Regions from separate parts of the Ovis aries genome. Here region 1 is linked to region 2. Evidence: chromatin contacts called from public Hi-C data. All regions are on one chromosome and are shown on one strand. Each heading gives the region's core, a stretch centred on a gene start, on an enhancer-like site or on the middle of the called end of the contact. The rest is flanking DNA. Distances are from core to core; before and after follow the strand shown. Region 1 holds the start of SCRN2 (secernin 2). Region 2 has its middle 17 kb from the start of MIR152.

Region 1 (5,764 bases), core at 867-3,366, 160 kb after region 2:
CCAAATTATGTCCCTTGAGGGTGCAGTAGAGCAGCGCTTTGCAAACTTTACACCTGGGGGTCCTGTTAACAGGCAGATTCCCATTCAGTAGGTTTGAGGTGGGGCCGGAGATTCTGCATTTTTAACAAGCTCCCAGATAATGCTGATGCTGGCAATCCTCGGACACTTTGAGAAGCAGAGTATTAAAGTATTGTCCTATGCAATGGGAGTTGTGTGGTTGAAATATAATCCCTCCTCACCCCATCCATGATTCAGAACCACTGATCTAGTCCAATGCCTTCTTCGTTACTGGAAACACTGAAGCCCTTGCAGGTAAAGTGACCTGCCCAAAGAGGCCTGAGGCGCTATGTTATAGCAGGAAAAAGGAGCAGGATGAGATGCTGGTCTGCACAGTTCGAGGTAATGCTCTTCTCCCTCCAGCCTAGCTTCTAGGTCAACCTTCTGTTCAAGTGGCAGTCCCTTTTCTGAAAGTGACACCCATTTTCCTGGAAACAGCACCCTCTTGGGAACCAACCTTGTTTATCTGGAGGCAATCAGAAAATGTCTCAGGACTTTGCAGTGGTTAAGAATTCACCTGCCAATTCAGGGGACACGGTTTGATCCCTGGTCGGGGAAGACTCCACCTGCCTCCGGGCAACTAAGCGCTTGCGCCACAACTACTGAGCCCACCTGAACTCTAGAGCTGCACCACGCATAAGAGGAACCACCGCAGTGAGAAGACCAGGCACCCCAACTAGAGAGCAGCCCCCTCTCGCTGCAACTAGAGAAAGCCCACACACAGAAATGAAGACCCAGAACAACAAAATAGAAACAAATAAATAATCTTTTTAAAAAAGAAAATGTCTCAGATTTCAGATGTCCCAACAGCCTTATCTTGTAGGTTTTCCCCAGCCATCACTCCCGCAGCCTGCCCCCCGGGGAAACCTCAACCTCCACCTTCATTCCCATCCCAGGAATGACAAAAGGCTGGGATGCTGCGGCCAGAGCTCTGAGCAGCAGCACTGATTGGTTGGCAGGGTGGACGTGGGCCAAGTATATAACCTGCACTGTCTCCTCTCCCCACATTCCAGAGGGCTCCATAAAGCAAACGGGAGTGAGATGCATTCACTTAAATGCTGGTTATGGAGATGATTTATACAGGAAAATGACCTGGAAAGCAGAATATTTGAGATCAGAGTCTACCTCCATATGGATATATGCCCCCTTGGCCAAGATTTCTCCTTTGCTGTTTCGGTTACAAATCTTTGGACTAGAAATTTCCAAGTTTTCTTTCAAAGCTAACTTCCAATGAGTTTGAGCACTGTGGGGCAGAATTGGCCTTTGGGGACTCAGAATGGATTTTGTGCATATGAGTTAGTTGCTCAGCTGTGTCTGACCCATTGTGGTCCCATGGATTGTAGCCCTTCAGGCTTCTCTGTCCACGGATTCTCCAGGCAAGAACATTGGAATGGGTAGCCATTCCCTTCTTCAGGGGATCTTCCCCACCCAGGGACTGAACCCCGGTGTCCCTCATTATTGGCAGATTCTTTACCATTTGAGCCACCAGGTATATATGCCTTAAAATTTTTAAGGAATTCATTTAAATTATTCCCAGGCCTCCTGGCCTGTGACCACTCCTGTCGATCTTTCTCTTTTCGATCTTATTTCTGAGGGGTTGGGGAGGGAGAGGTGGGAGATGGGGAAGAGCCGGGGAAACGATATGCCGGGGATGCGAAGGAGAGTGCACCAGCCTGGAATTGTGCCTTTGGAATTCAAATTAGGTCACAAGTAGCTGAGGTTCTTCCTTAATCTCCAGATGCCCCTAGCTGTCCACATTCTCTAACGAATCAGCGAAGTTTTCCTTTCTTCCCTTTTCACGTGGGCTTCTTTCCACCTCCGGCTCCCTCTCCCGACAGTGACCCCACTGGAGAAACTAGCGGATTCGTCGCAGCCTTCATCAGGCCTAAAAGCTGCACCCGGGTAGGACACGCAGCAAGCGGACTCCGAAGGCCGCTTAGCTCCAAGAAGTGGTGCTGGCGCGCGCTCTGCTGGAAAACGGAAGAACTGCAGGCGCTCGATTTCGACTCCGCCCCCGAGGCCAAAGTCTTCCAGGTCACTTCCAGGAGCCTCCGCCCCTGGGAGAGACCTTACCTGAAGCGGAGGCTGTAGGACTGCGGACTAAGCTGGGGATTTGCACGGGGAGAGGGTGAGGAGCATAAAGTGTTGGGGGAGCGAGAAAAGGGCCGACAGAAGAGGGGCTTGGGACTCTTGGAGAGAGGTTGGGTAGCGAGGGAGGCGCTCCTGCGACTGCCCTGAAGAGTCACGTTCCCCAGTAGAGCAGGGCCCTCGGAGCGTGCGGTCTAAGCCCGTCTGCGATTCCCAAACCTGGAGCCCGTGGAGAGAGTGGGCGTTTCCTTCGCGCACGCCGAGCACCGAGCATGAGTGCGGTGCTGTGCGTCGCAAACCCGTCGCAGTGTCTTCCCCTGGTGTCAGCACGTGTTGGGAGGGGTGCTCCCTAGGACCGCTCCCCCGTCAGAGGTGGCTTGAGAGGGACACACGCATCCCCATCTCTCCCCAGATGGCGTCGTGGAGCCCTGACACCCCATGTTCCTGTGACTGCTTTGTCTCGGTGCCCCCGGCCTCGGCTCTCCCAGCCGTGATCTTTGCCAAGAACTCTGACCGGCCCCGGGATGAGGTGCAGGAAGTGGTGTTTGTACCGGCACGCACGCACGCTCCTGGGAGCCGCCTCCAGGTGGGTTAGGCCTTCTAGAGTGCTGGGAGGTGTGGCAGTACTAGGTATTCTTCTAAAACCTTCCTCCTCTGTTCCCCCGAGCTGAGAAGCTACCAGATGTGGTGAAAAGAACACGAGCTTTGAGTCTACTGACTGGGACCTAACCTGTTATTTCGCGGCTGTCGACCTCAGTTTTCCCATCTGTATAATAGGGATAAGAAGATCTTCCTCAAAGGGCTGTGTTGGGTGATGGGTACAGCGCCACCACTTTACAGGTACCTTCCCCCTTTCTAAGTGGATCTCCCTTTTCTCCTCCCTCATCTCCAGTGCACCTACATTGAGGTGGAACAGGTGTCAAAGACCCATGCTGTGATCCTGAGCCGCCCTTCTTGGCTGTGGGGGGCTGAGATGGGCGCCAACGAGCATGGTGTCTGCATTGGCAATGAGGCAGTGTGGACCAAGGAGCCAGTCCGGGAAGGGGAAGCCCTGCTGGGAATGGACTTACTCAGGTGCGGACCTGCCCTCCTTCATCCCCTCAATACACCAGAAATCTGGGGCTGAATACTGACCCAGGCCACCCTCCCTGCCCCCAAGCACCTCCCCTTTTCTGCCCACTTTGTCGTCCTCCCCAGGTAGGCTGCCTCCTCCCCTCCCCTCTTCTGGCCCCATCTCCACAGTCTGGTGAGGAGCTCCCAAATGTAGCCAGCTTTGGGTATCTCCTGGCCCAGAAATAGGGCAGTGGTTTAACTTTTTTTTCAATAGAAGCAAATTTTTTTTTTCAAGTGAAATCTCATGAAGAATTTTGGTTTGTAAAACCAGTAAACGTGGAGCAGCTCTGATAGAAGAGATGGAGGGCTCAGGGCATGTCTTCCTCCAAGAATGTGTTTCAGTCCATTTCATGAACCCTCAGAGCACACCTTGAAAACCACAAGCCTACAGATGGTGGCGATTTTCTCTGTGACTTGGGCTCATCAACCAAACTTCTCTGGGACTCTTGTGTCCACTGAAGCTCTACCATCAGCACTGATACCCCATCGCCCTTCTGTTCCCTGGACTCTTTGTGCCAGGCTGGCTTTGGAACGGGGCAGCTCTGCCCGGGAGGCCTTGCACGTGATCACAGGCTTGCTGGAGCGCTACGGACAAGGGGGCAGCTGCCGGGAGGACCCCACGCCATTCTGCTACCACAACACTTTCCTGCTGGCTGACCGGACTGAGGCCTGGGTGCTGGAGACGGCGGGGAGGCTGTGGGCTGCACGGAGGATCCAGGGTGAGGGGCCTGGCGCTGGGGCCTGCCTCCCAGAAGTGTTCTCCTTTTGGGGTGGGAATGGTGTTGGGGGCAAGGAAGGCCCGATCCAGGTGCAAATGTCTCAGATGGTGGGGACGTCCAGGGACATGGGAGATGAGCCCTCTCAGGTACCTCACCTCCCCCTTCACTTGGTTGAGTCCTTTTGTGCTTCAGCCTGCAGCTTCCTCTGGGGAGCCTTCCTGGACTTCCTGGTGGCCAGGCTTCTCCCTTATACACAAGCTGGGGTCCCTTCATGATGATGTTCCCTGCAGCTGCCGGCTCTCTTTTATTCGTGTGATCGGTTTATCTGTCCCCTCCACAAGGGTTGTCTTGTTCTCTTCACCACTGTGTTCTCAGCGCCTAGCTGAGTGCCTGGCACAGGACAGGGGCTCAAGAATATATGAGCGACCCCCCATCTCCTCTGCAGAGGGAGTCCACAACATCTCCAACCAGCTGAGCATCGGCTCGGACATCTCGGCAGAACACCCTGAGCTCCGGCCCCACGCCCGGGCCCAGGGCTGGTGGGACGGGCAGGGCACCTTTGACTTTGCCCAGGTCTTCTCCCTGAGCCAGCAGCCTGTGCGCATGGAGGCTGCCAAGGCCCGCTTCCGGGCCGGGCGGGAGCTGCTGCAGCAGCAACAAGGTCAGTGAGTGGGCAGCGTGGGGCCCAGCCCTCCTCCCTCCCACAGCCTCGGGGGCTTACTCTGAGGCCGGAGGGCCCCCTTCTGCCCCCCGGGGGCCCTCACTGGGTCCTCCTTGGCAGGGGGTATCACGGCAGAGGTGATGATGGGCATCCTCAGGGACAAGGAGAGCGGCATCTGTATGGACTCTGGGGGCTTCCGCACCACGGCCAGCATGGTGTCCGTGCTGCCCCGGGACCCCACCCAGCCCTGCGTGCACTTCCTCACTGCCACACCAGACCCATCCCGGTGAGAGGGTGGGGAAGCTGGAGGGGAGCACCCCAGGCAGGGGAGACGGAAGGGTACCAGAGCCCTTATCTTCCATCCTTGTCCCACTAGGTCAGTGTTCAAACCTTTCATCTTTGGGGTGGGGGCAGCCCAGCCCCCCCAGGTGCTGTCTCCCACTTTTGGAGCACACGACCCTGTTCGGACCCTGCCTCGATTCCAGACTCAGGTGGATCGCCGGCACCCCCTCTACCGTGGACACCAGGTGGCCCTGGGACTGATGGAGAGTGAACAGGTAACCCCGGGGAAGAGGGGCTACCCTGGAGGGATGACGCATTTCCCCCACCCCAACTGGCACTCTCGAAATATGAGGGGAACTGGGAGCGAAGGAGATTCTAGAGCTGAGGAGAGGAGTCTCTCCCTTCAAAGTCAGCCCTGGAGAATGTTGGGTGTATATCCTTTTTCCTGCTTATGTGAGACGGCAGCCATCTGCCCCTACCCCGTAATCCGGAGGGAAGCCTGTCCTGGGGAGTCATTGCCGCCTTTCCTGGGCAGGCTCAGGGGCAGCAGCTTCGGCAGAAGCAGCGAGACCTGGAGCAGGAAGGCCTGGCGGCTGTGCGGGGGCTGCTGACCAGGGAGTGTGCTCCACCCACCCAGGAGCTGGGCGGCCTCTTCCAGGCCTTTGTGGAGAAGGAGAGCCAGGCATATGCCTGAGCCCGGCCCCTCCTGACTTGGTCTGGGGTTCAGGGGGCTGCGGTGGGCACAGGACCCCTGGGGTAGAGGGCTAGAGCAATCCCCTCACCTCATCCCCCACCCCAGCCTTGTTCTGAGTGGCCAGGTCGGCCTTAGCCCTAATAAATGTGT
Region 2 (5,183 bases), core at 1,917-4,416:
GAGGATAGAAGAAAACTTTGAAAGTCATGAAGGCAATGTCCCTGCCTCCAGGCAACAGCTTCTTAGTGATTGACAGGGATTCCTGGGGTGGGTATGTTGGGGACATATGGGGACATATTTGGAGACATGGGTTCACTGACAGAATGATTGAAAGAGACCGGCCTCAGCTGCTCTGAGTCTGGATGGATTAGGGATCATCCCTATCCCTCCAGCTTCCCTGGTGGCTCAGCTGGTAAAGAATCTGCCTGCAATGCAGGAGACCCAGTTCGATCCCTGAGTTGGGAAGATCCCCTGGAGAAAAGAATGGCAACCCATTCCAGTATTCTTGCCTGAAAAACTCCATGGACAGAGAAGCCTGGTAGGCTACAATTCATGGGTCGCAGAATCACACACCTAACCCACTACCCCTCCAGAGGATCCAGCCCTATGTTCAGAAGGTTAGAGGGCTCCTGGTACAGTATCTCCTGAGAAATGGCTCAGAAAGGGCAGAAATCAGAACTTGGTTATGGGGAAGCGGGTGAGATTTTTTAAAACGTTGAAAACCAAAAAAATAGCTGTGTGTTCTCTGAATGACTGCAAGTAAAATGAACTCTCACAGATCTGTCCAGAAGATGGCGCCGTAAGACCAGCTCCACATCCTTCCTTCCTGGCCGCCGGGGATCAAGATGAGGCCTTTGGAAAGGCCGGCAGGAACCAGATCTAGCTGAGCTCTGCAGTCCATTCCTAGAGATGCCCTCCACCACAGAGCAGAACGTGGCCCCTGTCGGTGGGGTGGGCGGACCTTGAAGGGATGAGAGGGTGAGAGACCCTAGGAACTAGGGGCAGTTATGCTGAGAAAACAGGGCCCCTGATGAATACAGTGTCCGCAAAACCAGACCTCTTGTCCAACACCCCAGATTTGACTCCATTCAGCTGGAAGTTGGGGGTGGGGGCTGAAGGGCTCAGACAATGAAGAAAGCCTAAACTTTGAGATAGGGAAAGGAAGTTGGGTGATTTTGGGAGAAGAACAGCTGAGGAAAGTGAAACTCAAAAGATGATTTAGTCAATGTCACAGAGCTAAGAAGTGACAGAGCTGGGTCAGCAGTAAGGGTTCCCTGAAACCCTGCTTACCTCTCCGTATCCTTGTGCTCTCTGCAGAGCCCCCAAATCTAACATTTATACACAGAATTCCCACAACAAGGAGTGCCTTCCTGGGCAATTAAAACAAAATAAAAAAAACAGGGCTTCTGGATTCAAAACCCCAATACAGGTTTTCTTTGCACATTTTCAACCAGATTTATTGAGATATAATTTACACACACTGAAATTCACAAATTTTAAGTCTACATTTCAGTGAGTATTGACACCTGTCCGTAGGTAGGTTGTACAGTTTCTAAGTACAATAACTCCAACTCCAGGGAATCCCCGATAGTGGTGGTTTTAGTTCTACTTCTTAAATTTTTTGGCTGTGCCGTGGGGCATGTAGGATTTTAGTTCCCTTACTAGCGATCGGAGAAGGCAATGGCACCCCACCGCAGTACTCTTGCCTGGAAAATCCCATGGACGGAGGAGCCTGGTAGGCTGCAGTCCATGGCGTTGCTACAAGTCAGATACGACTTCACTTTCACTTTTCACTTTCATGCATTGGAGAAGGAAATGGCAACCCACTCCAGCGTTCTTGCCTGGAGAATCCCGGGACAGGGGAGCCTGGTGGGCTGCCATCTATGGGGTCGCACAGAGTCGGACACGACTGAAGTGACTTAGCAGCAACCAGCAATTGAACCCACGCACCCTGCATTGGCAATTTGGAGTCCTAATCACTGGACCACCAGAGAAATCCCCAATAGTGTTTTTTTTTAAATAATGAAATTAATAAATGAGTGTCATCAACTTTGTTTCCTTTCAAAGAAAGGAAGGAGAGTTTATATACAAAATACAAAATAGCTCCTTGTACAGGTTTCTTTAAATAGGACTCAGGTAAATAGCTCACACTTGTCAGGTTCTGTAAAAGAATTCTGTTTTCTTCACATATGTAATTTATTTTGCGATCCCAACCTCTGTGAGGTAGGCAGGCGTGTCAGCCCTGCTTGACAGGCGGGGAAACTGAAGCCACTCGCGGGGTCCTGGGAGCAGAAGCAGAGAGGTCGGAAACCTGTGGGCTTCACTTTCAATAAAGTTCTCTCTTCTGTGAGAGCACTACCCTGGACCTGCCCTGTCTTCCTGTTTGCTCCCCAGTGAACCCAGAAAGTTTAGTGGAGCCAGCAAGTTGGGGCATTGTGACCGACAAAATGGCCGGGGATGGGGCTACTGGGTATGTGGGTGGGGGAAGGAGATGGAGAACAGACACACCTCCCCAGATTCCAGAAGCTTTGGGGGCACGATTGAAGTGAATCAGAGAAGGTAAGAGCCCTGGAAAGACCTGAAGAACAGAGCCATCAGCCCCTCCCCTCCCCTCTGTGAGGATTAGGATGTAGGGCATCTTGTATGTCACAAGGATGAAACACAAGTGTTTAGGAAGGCTGTAGAAGCATGCCAGGATGCTGGTCCAGGCACATAATGAATTTCTAGGACCCGAGACTAATACTACTTCATCCTGAAAAAATGAAAGGAAAAAAGTGTGGGTCTCTAGCTTTGAACACCTTTTATCCTCAGGCTGCATTTGGAGCATCCTTTAAGTTCTAGCTGAATAAGGTGAGAGAAGCCTAGGTGTAGCTGGTGAGAAAGAGACAGAGGGCCTAGGAAGGCAAGAAGGAAGTAGCAGGGGAGAGACAGGGGCCCGGGGCTGAGAGACAGCCCAAGACTTGGTAAGGCTCTTGTAGGCCCTGCCTCCTGTGTGCACAAGCACCCTCTCCAAGAAGGGGCCCTCCAGAGGAGGCTTAGCTTAAAGCTGAGACCCTGGGCAGCAGCAGGGAAGGGGGACTTGGGGTGTCCCAGCGCAGATCAGCTCAAGGGAGTCCCAGGCTCAGAGTCTACTGCGTACAAGTTGCTTAGAGCTCTGGGTGACCAGAGAGATAAGGAGTTTCCCTGATGACAATCTTTCTCTTCCTTCTCTTTCTGACTTTCTTTTTCCTTCCACTCCGTAAACCTACACAATCTCTTAGGCAGCTGGGATCAACATAAGCTAGGGACTGATCCGTGTACAAGGGAAGTCGGGGAGCCTGGAAACAGCAGAACCTGGGAGAGGAATCTGTGTACAGGGCAAATGAGGGGAGCCTGAAAACAGCTGAATCTAGGGAAATGGGACTGCCTAGTGAGAGAGCAAGGGGGTTCTGGAAACTGCCGAACCCAGGGAGGCCAATTTGTGTACCGGAGAAACATGGGGGAACCTGGAAACAGCAGGATCTGGAGAGATAGTTCGTGTACAGAGGGCAGAGAGAGAGAGAAGCCTGAAAACAGTTGAATCTGGGGAGGTAGATTTGTGTGCAGGGGGAGCAAGGGGAGACTGGAAACCGTACAATCTGGGGAGACAGCAGTGTAAAGTGGAAGCCAGGGCAGTCTGAGAACAGGGGCTCTGGAGGGGAGGGATCTGGGTGGGATTACGGGGGGGAGGGGGGGTGAGGGTGGGTGGAACCTGGGGGATCTGATGAGGCAGATGGGGACAGGGACACAGGCAAGCACAGGAGTGTCAAGAAGGTGGTCGTGTGGAGTGGGGGCCACGAGGAGACCCCTTTCCAAGTAGGTTTGAATTAGATGCCTTTGCAGCCCCTTCTAGACAGGGCAGGGCAAGGGAGCAGATCTCCAGTGGGCATTCAAGATTTCACATGGCAAGAAGAGATGGGTCTTTGTGGACAGTTGCTGCCCTGGTCCTAAATGAGCAAAGCCTGGAATTTCCTAGGGGAGCCAAGGCGGGTAGAGGGGGTGGGATGAGCCAGTTGAATAAGCTGCCTTGCCCCCCATCTTCCCCACCCTTCTCTGAGAGGGACAGGCCTCTTTCTCCCTGTCCACCAACCAGCCTGACCTCTTCCCCCCACTGGTTCGCTTCTGAGTGACAGACAGACAATGACAGAGCTGCAGACAATCGGCTGAGGGAGGGCCCACAAAAGCTCCCTGGCCACCCCCCGCCCCCCAGAGGGGCCCTGAGCTAGCAGGCCGGCGGGAACTGTCACTTCAGTGGAGCGCCTTCAGGTGACAGGCCTTCAGGAGACAGGGTGACATTGGGCTTAGAAAGGCCTGAGATTTTTGGGATTCTGCCTGTGCCTCTTGGAAACCAGTCTCCCAGGCAGTGGCCTCAGCAAGGGGAAAGGGAGGGGCCACAGCGGCCTCACAGCAGAAAGGGAAGCCGCATCCACTGTGTGAGCTGTGGGTCTCCGGCCAGTTATGCTCTCTGTCCGGGTCTCTGTTTCCTCACCTGTAAAATGAAGGATTGGCTCGATCTTTGAAGGCCCCATGACTTAAACGTGGATTTCTGGTAGACAGGAGGGAGAGCACAGAGAGAGCCCAAAGTAGCATTTCTCCTCATTCATTGGCGCTGCTCAGGACTTCACAGCAAACACACCGGGCGAGGGGTGTCGTGGGGGGAGACTGGCATTTTGGATGCTGTAGCAGTGTTGGAGCGAGCTTTCCCAGGCCTAGATGAGGACTTTAACACTTATCACTCCAAAGGGCCCCTTCCCTTAAAGCAAAATTATTTTTTGCTCTAAGCCCGTTGGATTTCCTGGCTGGTGAGCCAGCCTGGAAGGTGGCATCCTCACCCTGCCCCACATGTTTAGCCCTGCTTCCATGTAGGCCTCACCCCAGCCCCGATGTCCTCTTCTTCCTGTGGCTGCTGTTATTACCCTGTTTGTCCTTAAGCCAGGGATGTTTGGGATCTTGTCACAAGGCTCAAAGTCTCAGGGAGAGGACCCTCCTTGCCCAACAGAGAGCTCTCCAAATACCCCAAGGCCCTGAGGGCTCACAACTGCCCCTTACCCACTGCCAAGCCCGAAGAAGCTTCATGTGTACCACTCGCGCAAGGCTGCCTGCTGGGCATGTAGCTGAGGCACCCATAGACCTACCCACCACCAGTCTGGATGAGTGCAGAGTGTACTGGGTATTGATGGGGAGGGGTGGAAGTAACATGGGACTAACTCAAGCCAGGCCTGCATCATTTGAGTAGCAAACACATGCCTCTCTACTCCTCCTCTTAGCCTGAGAAACCAGTGGGTTTAACACAGGGGCACAGCTTAGACTGATGCTCTGATTGTTCCAGAAACCCTCCTCACCTC

Evidence for each region. Hi-C and Micro-C count contacts between places; a contact is called where the count stands out from the background.
Region 1: a Hi-C map of liver shows a contact between it and region 2, with 7 times the contacts expected there. The contact joins the promoter of SCRN2 here to the enhancer-like site in region 2. A contact is called at or near these places in 7 of 16 Hi-C or Micro-C datasets (hypothalamus, liver, mixed tissues and 3 more).

The regions. Positions count from the first base shown.
Region 1 is chr11:38,350,857-38,356,620 of ARS-UI_Ramb_v3.0, forward strand. It overlaps SCRN2 (secernin 2), which reads left to right and starts at 2,117. Exons shown (of 8, transcript XM_060394860.1): 1 at 2,117-2,185; 2 at 2,558-2,731; 3 at 3,038-3,219; 4 at 3,778-3,977; 5 at 4,423-4,638; 6 at 4,759-4,924; 7 at 5,015-5,195. The coding sequence starts at 2,558. SP6 (Sp6 transcription factor) reads left to right here. Exons shown (of 2, transcript XM_042255880.2): 2 at 1-203.
Region 2 is chr11:38,190,950-38,196,132 of ARS-UI_Ramb_v3.0, forward strand. No RefSeq gene overlaps it. Among named protein-coding and RNA genes, the nearest start is that of MIR152, 17 kb to the left of the region's middle. Within about 2 kb of position 3,167, at least 4 of the 54 cell types and tissues checked have an H3K27ac peak or open chromatin away from gene starts, as enhancers often do. A contact at or near this core is called in liver, where this site is marked.